Linked DNA regions of Mus musculus: regions 2 and 3 are each linked to region 1. A link is a contact called in public HiChIP or PLAC-seq data. All regions are on one chromosome and are shown on one strand. Each heading gives the region's core, a stretch centred on a gene start, on an enhancer-like site or on the middle of the called end of the contact. The rest is flanking DNA. Distances are from core to core; before and after follow the strand shown.

The links. HiChIP or PLAC-seq counts read pairs in DNA pulled down with a chosen protein or histone mark.
Region 2: a contact with region 1 is called in a FOXA1 HiChIP or PLAC-seq map of pancreatic cancer cells. The contact joins the enhancer-like site here to the promoter of Cblc in region 1. A contact is called at or near these places in 3 of 39 promoter capture datasets (cranial neural crest, hippocampal neurons and pre-B cells), 1 of 115 datasets of contacts at active chromatin or transcription factors (pancreatic cancer cells) and 1 of 9 other capture datasets (pancreatic islet).
Region 3: a FOXA1 HiChIP or PLAC-seq map of pancreatic cancer cells shows a contact between it and region 1. The contact joins the promoter of Mypop here to the promoter of Cblc in region 1. A contact is called at or near these places in 7 of 39 promoter capture datasets (the HPC-7 cell line, cranial neural crest, hippocampal neurons and 3 more), 1 of 115 datasets of contacts at active chromatin or transcription factors (pancreatic cancer cells) and 3 of 9 other capture datasets (liver, macrophages and pancreatic islet).

The regions. Positions count from the first base shown.
Region 1 is chr7:19,794,510-19,799,536 of GRCm38.p6, forward strand. It overlaps Cblc (Casitas B-lineage lymphoma c), which reads right to left and starts at 2,300. Exons shown (of 12, transcript NM_023224.5): 1 at 1,924-2,300. The coding sequence starts at 2,273.
Region 2 is chr7:18,860,904-18,865,930 of GRCm38.p6, forward strand. It overlaps a transcript of Mill2 not described here. Among named protein-coding and RNA genes, the nearest start is that of Pglyrp1, 21 kb to the right of the region's middle. Within about 2 kb of position 2,133, at least 12 of the 459 cell types and tissues checked have an H3K27ac peak or open chromatin away from gene starts, as enhancers often do. A contact at or near this core is called in pancreatic cancer cells, where this site is marked.
Region 3 is chr7:18,988,777-18,993,803 of GRCm38.p6, forward strand. Mypop (Myb-related transcription factor, partner of profilin) reads left to right here and starts at 2,469. Exons shown (of 3, transcript NM_145579.3): 1 at 2,469-2,578; 2 at 3,056-3,844. The coding sequence starts at 3,334. Nanos2 (nanos C2HC-type zinc finger 2) reads left to right here. Exons shown (of 1, transcript NM_194064.2): 1 at 1-186.

The DNA of each region.
Region 1 (5,027 bases), core at 1,050-3,549:
ATGAGTGTGGATTCCTGAGGAGGTCCGAAGAGGTGTCCGATCCCTTGGAGCTGGAGTTACAGGTGATTATGAGCCATCCATCCTGGGCGCTGGAATCTGGGTCCTCTGCTAGAGCAGAAAGCCCTCTGCCTCTAAGCCAGTGCTCCTCCGCCTTCCTAAGGCTGAGACCCTTCAATACAGTTCTGTATGTTCTGGTGACCCCAGCCATAAAACTATTTTCCTTGCTACTTCCTTTTTGCTACTGTTATGAGTCATAATGTAAACGCCCGTGCTTTCCCATGGTCTTAGGAGACCCTGTGAAAGGGTGGTTGGATGGCCAGGTTGAGAACCACTTCCCAAAGCCATCTCTCTAGCAGGTGCTTTAGCTGTGGCATATACACCAGACTGCAACAAGGCAGGCTGAAAGAAGTAACAAAAATTGTAACAATTGGGGCTAGAGTTGGTTCAGCTGTTAAAAACACTGGCAACCTGTCTTCTGACTCTGACCAGTGTATGCACACTAACAGTGAAAGCTAATTCCAAGTGATAAAAAAGAAATCTAGCCGGGCGTGGTGCCGCGCGCCTTTAATCCCAGCACTCCGGAGGTAGAGGCAGGTGGATTTCTGAGTTCGAGGCCAGCCTGGTCTGCAAAGCGAGTTCCAGGACAGCCAGGGATATACAGAGAAACCCTGTCTCGAAAAAACAAAACAAAAACAAAACAAAAAACAACAACAACAAAAGAAATCTGTAACTGAGCAGTGGTGGTACGGCCTTTACTCTCAGAGGCAGAGGCAGGTGGATCTATGTGGGTTCTGGGCTAGCCTGGTCTACAGAGGGAATTCCAGGATAGCTAGAGCTACACAGAGAAATGGGATCCAAAAACAACCAACCAATCTACCAACCAAACAAGAGAACCAGTTTATTACTCTGGGCTGATTGTGGTGCCAGAGCCCTTTGACCCCAGTACTCAGGAGGCAGAGGGAGGTGGATCTCTGTGAGTTTGAGGCCAGCCTGGTCTACAGATCGAGTTTAAAGGCCAGCTGGAACTACATAAGAAAGAAAAAAAGAAAGGAAGAAAGAAAGGAAGAAAGAAAGAAAAAAGAGATATGTATTTTCATTATATATACACACACACATACATACATATATATACACATATATATGCACATGTGTGTCTCTATATATTATACTATATATATATATGTGATATATATATTTATTTATTCAGGCAAGTCACAACAAGGCTAGGGAGCCAGACCCAAATCACCAGTTTAGACCTTGCTCTGGGTTCCAGCTCCAGTTCTATGCAGTTGTCCCACAAGCCAGAGGGCAGGCACGTCTAAGATCCTTGGAACAGACATCTTTGCTGGAACCCAGACAGGTGGAAGTGGAGGTGGGAGTGGGGGCTGGCCTGTTTCTCAGGCTGGACAGGTGGGTCCAACTCATCCTGCCTCCCCAACAGGAAGTTTGCTCTTTTATTTTTTGTTGTTGTTCCGAGACAGGGTTTCTCTGTGTAGCCCTGGCTGTCCTGGAACTCTTTGTAGACCAGGCTGGCCTCGAACTCAGAAATTCGTCTGCCTCTGTCTCCCAGTGGGATTGAAGGCGTGCGCCACCACTGCCCAGCTGAAGTTTGCTCTTCTAGGAGAGACACACGCCTGCACCCCAGGTTCAAGCTGATCTACAAAAGGAAGAAAGGGGGCCTGGAGGCAAGGGTGCTTAAAGGGGGGAATAATGGGGAGGAAGGCTGGACCTGTACTCCTGGGTCTGATGGAATAAAGGGTCTTGACTTTTGGGTCTGATTGAGGAGAGTTGAAGCTTGTACTTCTGGGTCTGAAGGAGGAGGGTGGAACCTGGACCCCTGGGTCTGAGGGAACAGGCGGCTGGTGGCACACAATCCGGAAATCACTAGTTTGTGACTTGTCTCTGAGGTAGGTTAGCGCTCACCTGAATCTGGAGCCCTCCCGGAAAACATCCTGGTTCACGTCCTTTTTGCCTCGGGGTGGCAGGAGCTCCGCCACCTGCCTGCCTTTGACCTCCAGATTGGCCAGGTAGATGGCCAGAAAGTCATCGGCGCCACCGGGACCCTCGGGGTCTTCCCTGGCCTCGCGCCGGGCCTTTGCCACCTCTCCAAGTAGCTGCGCGGTGCGGGGCAGCAGGTCCCGCAGGGACGGGGGCCCCGTGACCATCCTGGGATCCCTGCATTGCTCTTCTAGGCGCTGGAGCAACTTCACCGCCCGGCTAAGCGCGCGTGGCTCGCCCCGCTGCCACCCTCGCGGGGCTGCCGCCGCAGCCATGGGTCCCTCGGGTGGCTTGGGACTGGGACGGAGGGGTGTGGCGGGGAAAGGCTCCAGGTAGGGGCGGGACCAAGAGGGAGCAGGGGGCAGGTCCTGGAGGACCAGGAGGGGACTGTAGGTAAAAGGGGCCGGCCTGGAGAGTCTGAGGGAGGACGGCTGAAGCTGGACGCCTGTAGAGTCTGAGGGAGGAGAGCTGGGACTAGACCCCTGGGTCTGAGAGAGGAGGGCTAGAGTCTGGATTTATTGGTGTTGAGAAAAGAGGTGGTTCCGCAAGTAGGGCTCTGGGACAAGGCACCCTTTCATGAATTGTGGCTGAAGCTGTCAGTCTTTCTTCATAGGGGAGTCAGAGAGCTGAGTCTTCTAAGAACAGAAAGTCAAGTAGTTACTCTATGTCCCCGAGGTAAGGTACTAGAACCACCGGAGTTCGGGCTCCCGTGGCAGGTAAGGGAAATTTAGTTACAGTTTAAGTACCCAGATTTTCAAAAGAGGTGAAAGGGGTGTGGCGGAAAGTGGCGTTCAGGAATGCACAGGGCTGCAGGAAGTGGCTGCCGGGCAGGTTTGCACCCCAACCTGCCAGACCTGTAGGTCCGCCCTGATTATGCTTCAGACAGCCACCAGAGGGCGCCGTGGACACGGTTCTCTCTGCCCCAGGGCACCCAGGGCATCCAGCAAGCCAGCCACCACCCCAGCTAGGCCCGGTACTGACTCCTCAGCCTGCCTGCTCTCTCACTCTCTCCTTCTCCCTTCCTCTCCCTTCCTCTCCCTCCCTGTTTGGCAAAAACTCCAGATCCAGGAGATCTGAAGCCTCTGTCCTCTGAAGACACCCTGGGTAAGCACACACACACACACACACACACACACACACACACACACACACACTTTGTTGTTCTAGCTTTGTTTTTTTAGACAGTATCTCACCATACAACCCTGGGCGTCCTGGAACTCTCTCTGTAGACCAGGCTGGCATCAAGCTCACAGAGATCTGTCTGCCTCTGCCTCCCAAATGCTTGGACTAAAGGCACGGGGCATGCCTGGTACAATATCTTTTATTATTAAAAAAAAAAAATCCCAGCACGATGGAGTCAGAGGGAGACTAATTTCTGATTTAGAGCCAGCCTGGTCTACACATTGAGAGTTCCAGGTAAGCCAGAGTTACACAGAGAAATCCTGTCTCCAAAACAAACAAACAAACAAACATAAAAAATTGAAGTTGAATGTGTTTTCAGATAATTTTAAACCTAATTATTCAGGAAGAAGAGAACAAAGATGTTGAATTATGGTCCAGCCTGGGCTACAAAGCAAGGTTCTGTTTCTAACAACCGAACGGGGTTGGGAATTTGGCTCATTGGGTGAAAGTGCTCCTCACCAATCCTGACAGCCTGAATTTGGTTCTCAGAACCCACAGAGTGGCAGGAGAGAAGGGAGTAATATGAGCTGTCCTCTGACCTCCACATGTGTCCACAGTCATGCACGCACGTAAATAAACAGACATAAACCCAAAGAAAAACAAACTTCTCCCAAACCACCCAATCCATCCCCAACACACACACACACACACACACACACACACACACACACACACACACAAACAAAACCTAACAGAAGGCCCATCTTTGGGATCTTTGGGGCTGGGTTGGGATGTAGCTCAGTTGGTGAATGTTTGTCCAGAACATAAAAAGCCCTGGGTTCCACCCCCAGAATCACAGACATGAATTATAGTGACCTGTGCCTGTTAACTTGGGAAGAGGAGGCAGGGAAATTACCAGTTCAAAGTCTACTTCATCTACATATCAAGTTCGTAGATTTGGTTTGGGCTATGTGATCACCTGCCTCATTCCTTCCCCAATAAAATGACCAAAATTAAAATACTATGTATGGTATGATTCTATTCCTATGAAATATACAGAATAGGTGACTTTAAAAATTAAAATATAGTCAGGCAGTGGTGGCGCACGCCTTTAATCCCAGCACTTGGGAGGCAGAGATAAGCAGATTTCTGAGTTCGAGGCGAGTCTGGTCTACAGAGTGAGTTCCAGGACAGCCAGGGCTACGCAGAGAAACCCTGTCTCAAACAACAAAAACAAAAACAAAAACAAAAACAAAAACAAAAACAAAAAAACCCAACAACAAAAAACACCAACCAACCAAAAAAATATAATATGTATTATGTTTTAATTTGTAATTTAACTTGTAATTAATAATATGTAATACCACTGATGATATATTTAGGGTCATTAGTATATGGGAAAAGACAGGAACTAACAATGGGTTTCTTTTCACTTTTCTTTCTTTTATTAGTATAGCCCATGTAGAACAGGCTAGCCTCAAGCTTCCAGAGGTATAGAAATCCACCAGCCTCTGCAAGTGCCAGAAGCACTCTTAACTGTTGGGCCATCATTCCAGCTCTCGCCTTCTTTCTTTCTTTTTACTTATATTTTTTTAAATTTATATTTCAAATGTTATCCCCTTTCCTAGTTTCCTCTCCGAAAATCCCCTATCCCGTCCCCCCTCGCCCTGCTCCCCAACCCACCCACTCCCACTTCCTGGTCCTGGCATTCCCCTGTACTGGGGCACAGAACCTTCACAGGACCAAGGGCCTCTCCTCCCATTGATGACAGACTAGGCCACTGCTACATATGCAGCTAGAGACATGAGTCCCACCATGTGCTTTCTTTGATTGGTGGTTTAGTCCCAGTGAGCTCTGGGGATACTGGTTAGTTCATATTGTTGTTCCTCCTATGGGGCTGCAAACCT
Region 2 (5,027 bases), core at 883-3,382, 930 kb before region 1:
AGAGAGAGAGAGAGAGACAGAGACAGAGACAGAGACAGAGACAGAGACAGAGACAGACACACACACACACTGCTCTCCCACCACTGTCCAGCAGCAACAGCAGCAGCAGCAGCAGCAGGAGGGAGCCAGGCAAAGAACACTGTTTTCCAATCCTGAGCCTGCTGCTAGGTGCTGGCTTTGCAGGGGTGTGCCTTGCCAGGCTAAGCAAATGGACAGGAAGGACCAGAAGAGCTAGGCTGACAGCTAAGTGAGCAGGCAGCAGAGGCTGGCTCCAGAATCCACTCCATCACTTGTGGATCTCCTACAAGCTCCCAGAGAGTGGAGCCTCCACTGCCCCGTGTCCTCATCCCAGAAAAACAATAATCCAAGAGAGATGGGGAAGCAAATGAGGAAAATGAAGCGGAAGCCTGCTTTGGTCGCATCTAATGACTGTTCTCTCTGTCCCCAGATGCTCTGCTCCATCCCCAGCCACCAAACTCAATTTAACAGGGATTCGATCTGCATAATATGAAATATTGTCTTAAGCTGTTCTGAAAAGCTGGGCCTGGAGTTGTTACTGCTCCTGCTTCTCTAGACTCAAGCAGGATTATTTAAAAATTTTCTGTCTGTCCTATATAGATGAGCCACCTGATTTTATGACCAAAAAAGAAATCAAGGGGCTGGAGAGATGGCTCAGCAATTAAGAAAGAGCACTGAGTGCTCTTCCAGAGGTCCTGAGTTCAATTCTCAGCAACCACATGGTAGCTCACAACTATCTGTACTGAGATCTGATGCCCTCTTCTGGTGTGTCTGAAGACAGCGACAGTGTACTAACATACATAAAATAAATAAATAAATCTTTAAAAAAAGAAAACAGCTAAAAAAATTATAATACATGGGTGATAACTAAAAATATATACATGGATAATTTTAACTTACAACATATTATATATATAAGTTGGATAATGGTCAATAATTATTTTGAGGGGGTAGAGGGTGGCAGGTGTGTTGGGGGTGATAAGTCACCCTAGTGCTTTAATCCCAGCACTAGGGCATCAGAGGCAGGTGGAAATCAGCAAATTTGAGGCCAACCTGGTCTACAAGGTGGACACAGAGAAATCTTCTCAGAAAAATAACCAAAAACAAAAAAAGAAAAGAAAAAGAAAAAGGAAGAAAGGGAGAAAGAACTTATTACATAAAGTGTTTACTTGGGTAATTTTAACTTACTACAACATACTGCATATATAACTTGGAAAATGGTCAATAACTATTTGGGTTGAGGTAGGGAATGGAAGGCTGAGGGGAAGATGGCGCACGCCTTTAATCCCAGCACTGAGGAGGCAGATGCAGGTGGATCTCTGAGTTCAAGGCCAGCCTGGTCTACAGAGAAGTTCTAGGACAGCCAGGGTAATATAATGAGACCCTAACCCAAAAAAAAGTTTTCTTCTGTCCCTAGTCTGTATCCACTTGGATAATAAATGCAATCCGGATATCAACTGTGGACTGTAAACTGTTTCAAAAGTGATCTGCACATGCTAGCCCCAGGTAATCCTACAAAACCAGAAACCCCTGGCCTTGAAAACTGATCTAAGCCAGTCTAATGGGTGTGATTGCTCCCTGTCTCTTCAGCTGGGTCTGAAGTGGAAACTTAAGGTTTCTTTGGAAAGTCAGTATGTCAACGAACATTTCGCTGAAGCAAACACGTGAAAGGATGCATGACGTTAAGAAGGACCCAGCAGACAGTGGACAATGCTGGATGGTATTGGTACGCCTTACCATTGTTTATTGGTCATCTTTTGTCAGGACTCCATAGAAAAACTTCTGGTGATGTTCTGGTGGCTTCTTGCAGCTTCTGCAGACTCAGGCCGATTGGCAGAGTGATGTCGGCTGATACAGTCTCATGTGGAGTTTTGCTAAGACAGACTCACGTGCTGAAGCAAAACCCATTGGAGGACACATGATGTTTGGAGGGAGTATAAATAGGATCTAATGGACAGTGACTGCGGGCTTGCAAGCTTTGTTGGTCTCTACTGATCTTCACTTCATTGAGAGAGGCACAAAGAACTTCTGGCGCCCCTGCTGGTCCTGGTTGCTCCTGCTGACTGATGCTAATTTGACTGAGGCTTGGCTGTTTCTGCCGGGTGGGGCCACCACTGATGATTCATATTTGATATCCTGACACTACTGAACTGGACTGCTAGTATATTCGTGAAGTGTTTATGAGTGTATCGAGCTCTGTTGACTCATGTGCTAATTTCCTGACAATGCAGATGGGATTTGCTCCAAAGAACAATTTCTAAACAAGTCCACTTCCCCTGTATCCTAATAACTTTCTTTTCCACTACCTCTGGTGGGTGGTGGGCTAGAAGGGAGGTTAAAGCATTCAAGAACTTTTATTTAAAACAGGTTTTAAAAAATCGAAGCCTACATGGGACAACAAACCAGATGCTCCTAATCAGTGCCCTATTGCCCTAATCCCCTTCCGGCCTTCTGCTAATATTCCAGCTTTCCTGGGCCCTGACGCCATCCTAATTTCAGCAGCTAAGTAGTTAATCAAATGCATTGCCCCTTATCCTCATCAAAGGCTGGAATGTTAATCCAAAGGAAACTCCCTGGCATAGAGGACAAGATGGACACAATTACTTATGTATAATACCCACTGGCCTACCAGGCTCCCTCACTGTCAAAAGATACCTGTTTAAAAAAAAAATAGACCAAGATCTATCAGCAGGTTTGATTAGCTAAAATATTTCTACAATATGATAAGGCACTCTGTGGGAACTAAAGGGGGTAGGGGAAGGAGGGAAAGGGAGGATAGCCTACATCCCTCCAGAGTTCCTCCTATGCTCTGGGCAGATGGATGCGGGAGGGCTGCCAGATGCTTTCCACTTAGATCCCCAGGTGGGCATCTAAGCCACGGACCCCACTCGATGGGGGGTAGACAAGGGGCAACCCCCTACCGGGAAACCCCCCCCCAGGCAACACCTTGTAGCCCCCAGGGTTATAGGAGAGAGGGCTGAGGGAGAGAGGTTTCCACGCAGGCAAGAGTAAGCGCAGAGGGCCTTGATGAACAGAGATAGTCTATGGTTTTAGAGCTATATTATAGAAAGGCAGGGGGAAAGAGAGAAGGTAGAGAGAGAGGGGGGGAGACCAGCCATGGCCAAGAGGAGGGGAGCGGGAGAGGGGGAAGGCTAGATAGTAAGAAAGAGTAAGAGGGAGTAAGAGAGAGAGAGGAGAGGAGATGAGAGTAAGGAGAGTAAGAGGAGTAAGAGAATGAGGTGGGGCCAAGCAGCCCCTCTTATGGTGGTGTGCTGTTATCTTTACTGTAACTGGGAGGAGTCTTTCCTGAAGGTCAGAAGCTTGGGACAGCGTCTATGTGACTGCTAGCCACGCCTCTCCTGTGGGGGCTGTGGAGGGCGGTAACTTCGACAGGAGCCTTGAATCCAGGAGATATGAGAGAACTCCTTCTGTTCCACGTAGGTGAATTATCACCACCGGGTCCCGGGGTTCAGACCTCAGCTCGACTGGAGACCAGATTGTCTGTGTATAGCCCAATGCCCCACAGCACTCCACCTGCTCTATACAGAACAAAGAGGATGATTTTAAGAATAATTTATTCTTCCTATGCTAACCAGTCAGACATAGAGACGCCCTAGGCATAATACAAATTTTGTCTCTTTCCAAATAGAAAAAGGTAAAATACTTGGCTTCCATTGACATTATCAGCCTATACAACAGATATAAATGATCATTCCCTGGCAAGGATTTGAAAGGGGCACACAAGGCAAGGCAGAAATGATGGGCCAGCCAGACTCCATCTTAAGGAGGGAAGACATTTTGTTATAAGGTCGGAAGAAGTTCACATAGCAGGACATTTGACCACATTGTGAACCCCAAGATTGTGAACTAGAAAAACCTTGTTGTGCTGTGGCTCAGCCCTAGGACACACCTTTAATCCAAAAAGCTTTCTGTTAACAGGATTAAATAAAGTCAATGATAGGTCAAGAGGAACCCTAAGTCAAGAGGTGGAGTAAACACCCAACGCCCAGGGATTGAACATAAGGATGTAGAAAGGAGGGTCTTTGAGTTAAAGGGTATTTAAGACAGCATGTGGTTGCTGGGAATAGAACTCAAGACCTCCGGAAGAGCAGTCAGTGCTCTTAACCGCTGAGCCATTTCTCCAGCCCCTGGGATTTTGTTTTTAAAACAACAAGTTCATTTCTTTTTGCTGCAAAATTCGAGTCGACCGTGCTTTAACCTGTTTCAGGAATTTGAAATGCTCCCCACCCTGTAAAGTTTGACTCAGACCTTGAACATACCCTGAGAATGTAAGATGTTCTGCCAAGTTCCTATGTGACCAAAATTCCACTAAAAATACTCCCACCCTCTAAAACCCCTAGTGTGGCAGTTTGGGGAATATGTAAATCCCACCTCCCACTGTGTTCCATGATCTTTTTCAAGCCCCCACTTTAGAGAGAAAGTCCTGTCAGACAGAAAATAAAGCTTGCTTAATTTGACTGAAAAATTTGCGTAATGGTCTTTACTCTCTCATTCAGTGGGATTAACCCCGACTTAATGCTTTTTCTTAGTAGAAGTTTTGTTTTACTTCCCCCTTTTTAATTAGTTCTTTGAGAATTCTGTAAGAGCTTTGATATACTCACATCAAGGAAACAGCATCTTACAGACACAGGACCACTGCACACATGAGGGAGGCAGAGACAAGTTGATCTTTCTGAGGTTGAGGCCAGCCTTGCCGAAGCTCTGATTTCTGGGACAGCCAGAGCTACACAATGAAACCTTGTCTCAAAAAGACAAAAAAGAATTCAAAAAACAGACTCAAGGAAACAAGCCACCCAAAGATAAAATGGACTATGGATCTGAACAGAGAGTTTGAAAAGTAAGACAAAAATGGCTAGGACATATCTTTTTAAAACTGTTCCTTGCCGGGCAGTGGTGGCGCACACCTTTAATCCCAGTACTTGGGAGGCAGAGGCAGGCAGATTTCTGAGTTCGAGGCCAACCTAGTCTACAGAGTGAGTTCCAGGACA
Region 3 (5,027 bases), core at 1,219-3,718, 810 kb before region 1:
TACGTCAGTGTGTGTCCCATGGTGAGAAGAGTCTGAGACCTCATGGGACTGATGACTGCTTAGGTTTTAATTTTAGGGGCAGAGAAGAATGCCAGTTGGGTTTTATGCTATCTAGGAGGTTGGCTTGGAAATGGGATGAGGGTGGAGGAGGGGTGTCTGCTGCTGAATAAAGCGTTGTTAGTCTACTGTCTTTGAATTCCATTGGCCAAGTTAGTGGGCGGGTGCCTTTGGGTGCTGGGAGAGAGAGCACAAGAGGGAACTGAAGGGCCGCCTAAAACCCTGGGAACCGTAAGAGGGGCAGGAGGGGGTCCAGAACTGCCGCCCAGACCTATCTCATATTGTCTTCCAACACAAGTCGTCTGACTGGGAACAGGTTCCCAAATAATTCTCAGCCTCCACCTAGACACTTTTAAAATTAAAAATAGAGGAAAAAAAAGTGTGGAAAGGCAAGTTGTGGGTGTATGCCTTTAATTCTAGCATTCGGGAGGCAGAGACAGGTAGATCTCTCTTATCAATTCAAGGCCAGCCTAGTCTACAGAGTTGCAGGACAGTCAGGGCTACACAGAGAAACCCTGTCTTAAAAAGAGGGAGGAGGGCTGGAGAGAGGGGGTACAACATCCAGACAATAGTCAAATAATTCAAGGGAGTCCACTTTCTACCACGTGGGGACTGAACTCAGGTCACAAGCTTAGTGGCAAGCGCCTTTCACCCATTGGGCCATCTCAACAGTCCCTTGAGTCCTCCCTCCCTCCCTCCCTTCTCTTTTTTTTCCTCTTTACCGGAGATTGAACCTAGGGCTCTATAGTTCTGGTCACCCATGGGTTCCCTTCCATCTTGTGAGACTAGGAACTACTAGGTCTGAGTTTTGATAGATTTTAAACTTTGGGCTCCCTATCACAAAACGGTTAGGGGAAAAAAAAGTATAAGCCAGCATCGGGGAGTAGCAGCACCCCTTTAATCCCAGAACTCCAGAGTCAGAAGCAGGTGGACCCAGCTGCAAGATCCTCTCAACCACGGCACCAGCACCCACATGCATATACATAATTAAAACCCAATCTTAGGCCGGTGGTAGTGTGGCTGGCCTTTAATAAGTCCCCAAACTCTTGAGGCAGGCCGATCTCAGTGATTTCGGGGTCATCCTCCACCACAGCGCTAGTTCCAGGACAATCAAGGTTACAAAAACAAACAAACAAAAAACCCCGTATCTCAAAAACAAAAAGGAACCAACCACACACACCCACACCAAAAAGAAAAAAAAAAGAAAAAGAAATTTTCTCCCTTTTATGTATATGAGTGTTTTGCCTGCTTGTATGTTTGTCCACCATGTCCATGCCTGGTGCCAGCAGAGGGCAACAGTGCTGGAGCTAAGGATGGTTATGAGCCCCCGCCTTTGGATACAGAGATCCTAACTCTGGTGTTCCCGGGAGAGATGGTAACTGCTGAGCTCCAGCCCTCCCTCTCTGCTTCGGGTCTTAATACAAATGTCATCTTTTCCTTATGTGTAATGTCCGCACATATCCTGTCTTTTTTCTAGCCTCGCTGGTGACTGCAGAGATACTGCTGCATGTTCAATGCCAGCTTGGGATACTTAGTAAGATGCCCTCAGAAACAATTTTTTGGTAGTGAACACAATTTGCCTTTTATATGGATATGTGAGAGCTTATGTGTAACTGTCGGAAAGATGAACGAAGCGCCGTTTACCCAATGACCTTGAAACTGCGGGCACTGAAAATTTTCACCCTGCCATCCGGCCATCCAGTTCATTCAAGTGGTGCTCTCGAATCACTCCTGCTCTGCGCTTTTCTAGGATCGCCATCCCCACCCTTCAAGAAATTCCTGCCTTTGAACTCCCTCTCCGAGCCATGACGTCAAATTGTGGACAGGGGGCCTCCCAGGCACCATTGGGAGGTTGCTGGGTTGCTATGGTTACCGCCTCTGCATGGGCGGGGAATATTTCCAGGTGCCCCGCCTCAGTCCGTAGGAGGTAGTTTCCGAGTGGTCCTGCGCAGAGGAGGGATTGGGCGTGGGCAAGGTTTCCTAACGCCCCCAGCCCCCACCCACGCAGTTGTCATGGAAATGAAGCTCTTCTCCCCTTTCTCAAAATAAGACTTTGCTTAGTAGGCTAAAGGACTACTCAAAGGGAAGAAACTCCGCTTGGTCCTAGCGCTCTCTTCAGCATCTCTCTCTCTACTGCGCCCGCACTGGGATTTAGTCCTGGGTACCATCGCAGGCAAGGTGCCAGTGACACGCATGCGCGCTGTAGGTTTGCACATGCGCAATTGAGCACCAGAGCCCAGGGAACCTACTTCAGCGCTAAATGTGCGGCTGCGCAGCTGTGTCCTTCTGGTAAAGCAAGGCGACGGGAAGTTCTGCGCTTGCGCAGTGCTGGGAGACACGGCTCAGAGAACGCAGCTCTGTCAGGGTATCTGGAGACCGCGTTCGCCCGGCGCGCATGCGTCTTGGCTCTCAATGCTACTGGGGGCGGGGCCCAGAGGGGGAGGGAGAAGTAGGGGGGGAGGGAAGAGGCCGCAGAAGCCGAAGCCCTGACCCACCGGCAGGCAGGGGCTGCGGCGGCACGGTGAGTGACCCGCGGCCCAACTGGGGTCCCCATCCTCTGTGCTCCATCACTCTTCCTGGAGTCCAAAAAAAGCCTCGGGGGTCCCCCCTCTTATCTCGGACCCCCGTTATCTCCACAACTCCCCTTCTTTCCCCAGCAATCCCAGCACCCCCATAATCCCTGCAGACCCTCAGCTTTAATATTTTGCCGTCTTAACTAGAAGGTTCCATTTCATCTTTATTCTTGGACATCCTCTCTCAGGGACCCTAGAACTGACACCCACTACCCTGGGAACCCCCAGCGCTCCTCTCTGATCTGGATGCCCCGTCTGCTGCATTGCCCAGTTGGCATCACTTCCCAGCATCATGCATGTTCGACCCCCTGGGCATCCCCGTTACTCTTGCCCTGTCCTGTTCTACTGCGCCCCCGTTCTCCTCTAACTCCTGCTGTGGCACCCTTTTCCCTTCCACTTTTGCTCATTTCCCTCCATCCTTCCAGACCGTCCGTCCCCCCAGTACCCATCAACTCCTCCGCGAGGCACTAGCGGCCGCGTGAAGCACAAGATGGGCACTGGGCGGGTGTCACCTACGAGGAAGCACCTTTGATTGCATTCAGCACCTCGCCGCTCCCATCACCACTTTTGCACAGGGGACCAGAGGAGCCCGTGTCGGGGCGACACGGGGACACCGAGCCACCGCCAGCGCTGTTCGCCCTTTGCCCGCAGAGCCGGCGCCCCCCATGCGCCAGGCAGCCGATCGGTGGCGTCTGGGGGCGCCATGGCCTCGGCGACCGCGGCGGCGGCGCCGGGCGAAGCGGAGGAGACCACCCGACTCCGCAAGCCGCGCTTCTCCTTCGAGGAGAACCAGATCCTGATCCGAGAGGTGCGCGCCCACTACCCTCAGCTCTACGGCGCGCAGAGCCGTCGGGTGAGCGTGGCCGAGCGGCGGCGAGTGTGGGACAGCATCGCCACCAAAATCAACGGCATCACCAGCTGGAAACGCACGGGCCAGGAGGTTCAGAAGCGTTGGAACGACTTCAAGCGCCGCACCAAGGAGAAGCTGGCCCGCGTGCCGCATTCCACGCAGGGCGCGGGGCCCGCCGCTGAGGACGCCTTCTCTGCGGAGGAGGAGACTATTTTCGCCATCCTGGGACCGGGTGTGGCGGGGCCGGGGGCTGGCTCTGGGGCTGAGGAGTCCCGGGCAGCCGCCTCTTCACAGCCGCAGGCTTCGACCGCTAGTACACAACGGTATGTGTTGTCAGAGGACCGCAGGCAGGATCGACGGGCAGGTGAGTCCCAAAGCCAGTTTCTTTAACAACTACCAGCACTCCTGAAGCCTACAGTGCGTTGTTCACGCCCAGATCGGTCAGGCGTGTTTACCACATTTTTGCTAAAAAGTAGGAGGTCAGTGCTGTCAGGCCCATTATGGAGCTGGGGCTTTAAGGTCAGAGAAAGGAAAGACTTAGATGTGGTGCCAACAGGCCTGTAATTCTCCTGCTTGGGAGTTGAAGGCAGAAGAAACGGGAGTTCAAGGCTAGCCTGTGCTACAGGAGGCTTGGCTTAAAAGGGTGAGGAAGGGCGGGCTGGGGATGTCCTGGTGGTTGAGTACTTCCCAGCTTTCAGGGGTTCCAGGGTCAGATTTTGACTGCATAGACCCATGTGGTAGCACATGATTTGGAGTCTCAACACCTGCGTTATCCTTAGGTGCATAGTGTGTTAGAGGCAAATCTGAGCTCTGTGAGAACCTGCCTTCCAAAAATAATAATGTAGAAAACAGAAAAGGAAGTGGATTGTCTCTGGTGGTTCTACAGCCACTTGGTGACCATCAGAGTCGTAGACGTGGAACCGGTCCTGGGATGCCTGGCTCAGCTGGAATTGGCGATTTCAGTAGGTGGGTGGGATTGGTCTTTCTTCCCAGCTACTGTGGAGGTCTGAGGTAGGAGAATCTGGGAGCCCAGGGCCTACCTTGGGCTGTATGCACTAAGTACCAGTGTCAGTCTTTTGGAGACCCTGCCGCAAACCAATGGAGAAAGGGCAGGTTAATAATGCTAGGTCACTGGGCCAGTGTGCCTGGGGCTCAAGGGTTTGTTCCAGGCCTGAAAGTAAATGGAGAGAGAGCTGGGGTGTGGGGAGAGTTCTGTGCAAGGCAGCGCCTAGAGGCAGAGTCCAGTCTGAGTGTTAGCCACATTATTGTCATCTCAGTAAATTCATGTATACTCACTTCTGAAAAGTAGGTTTTCCCCTAGGAGAGATCCTGCGAACACTGGGTGAAGTGACCCAGGCAAACTGCTTGCTCCAGCCTCTTGAGTGCATGGCTAGCTTAAGGAATGGTCACCAGTGGGCGGTCCATACTGCTTCACCACTGTAAACCAAGGCTTGGAGAAGTCTGGTGACTTCCTCAAGGTCATGCCGGCAGAGCTGCTGTGGAGACATCCCTCTCTTCAGCCTTCACTCTGGATTTCTTTGAGACAG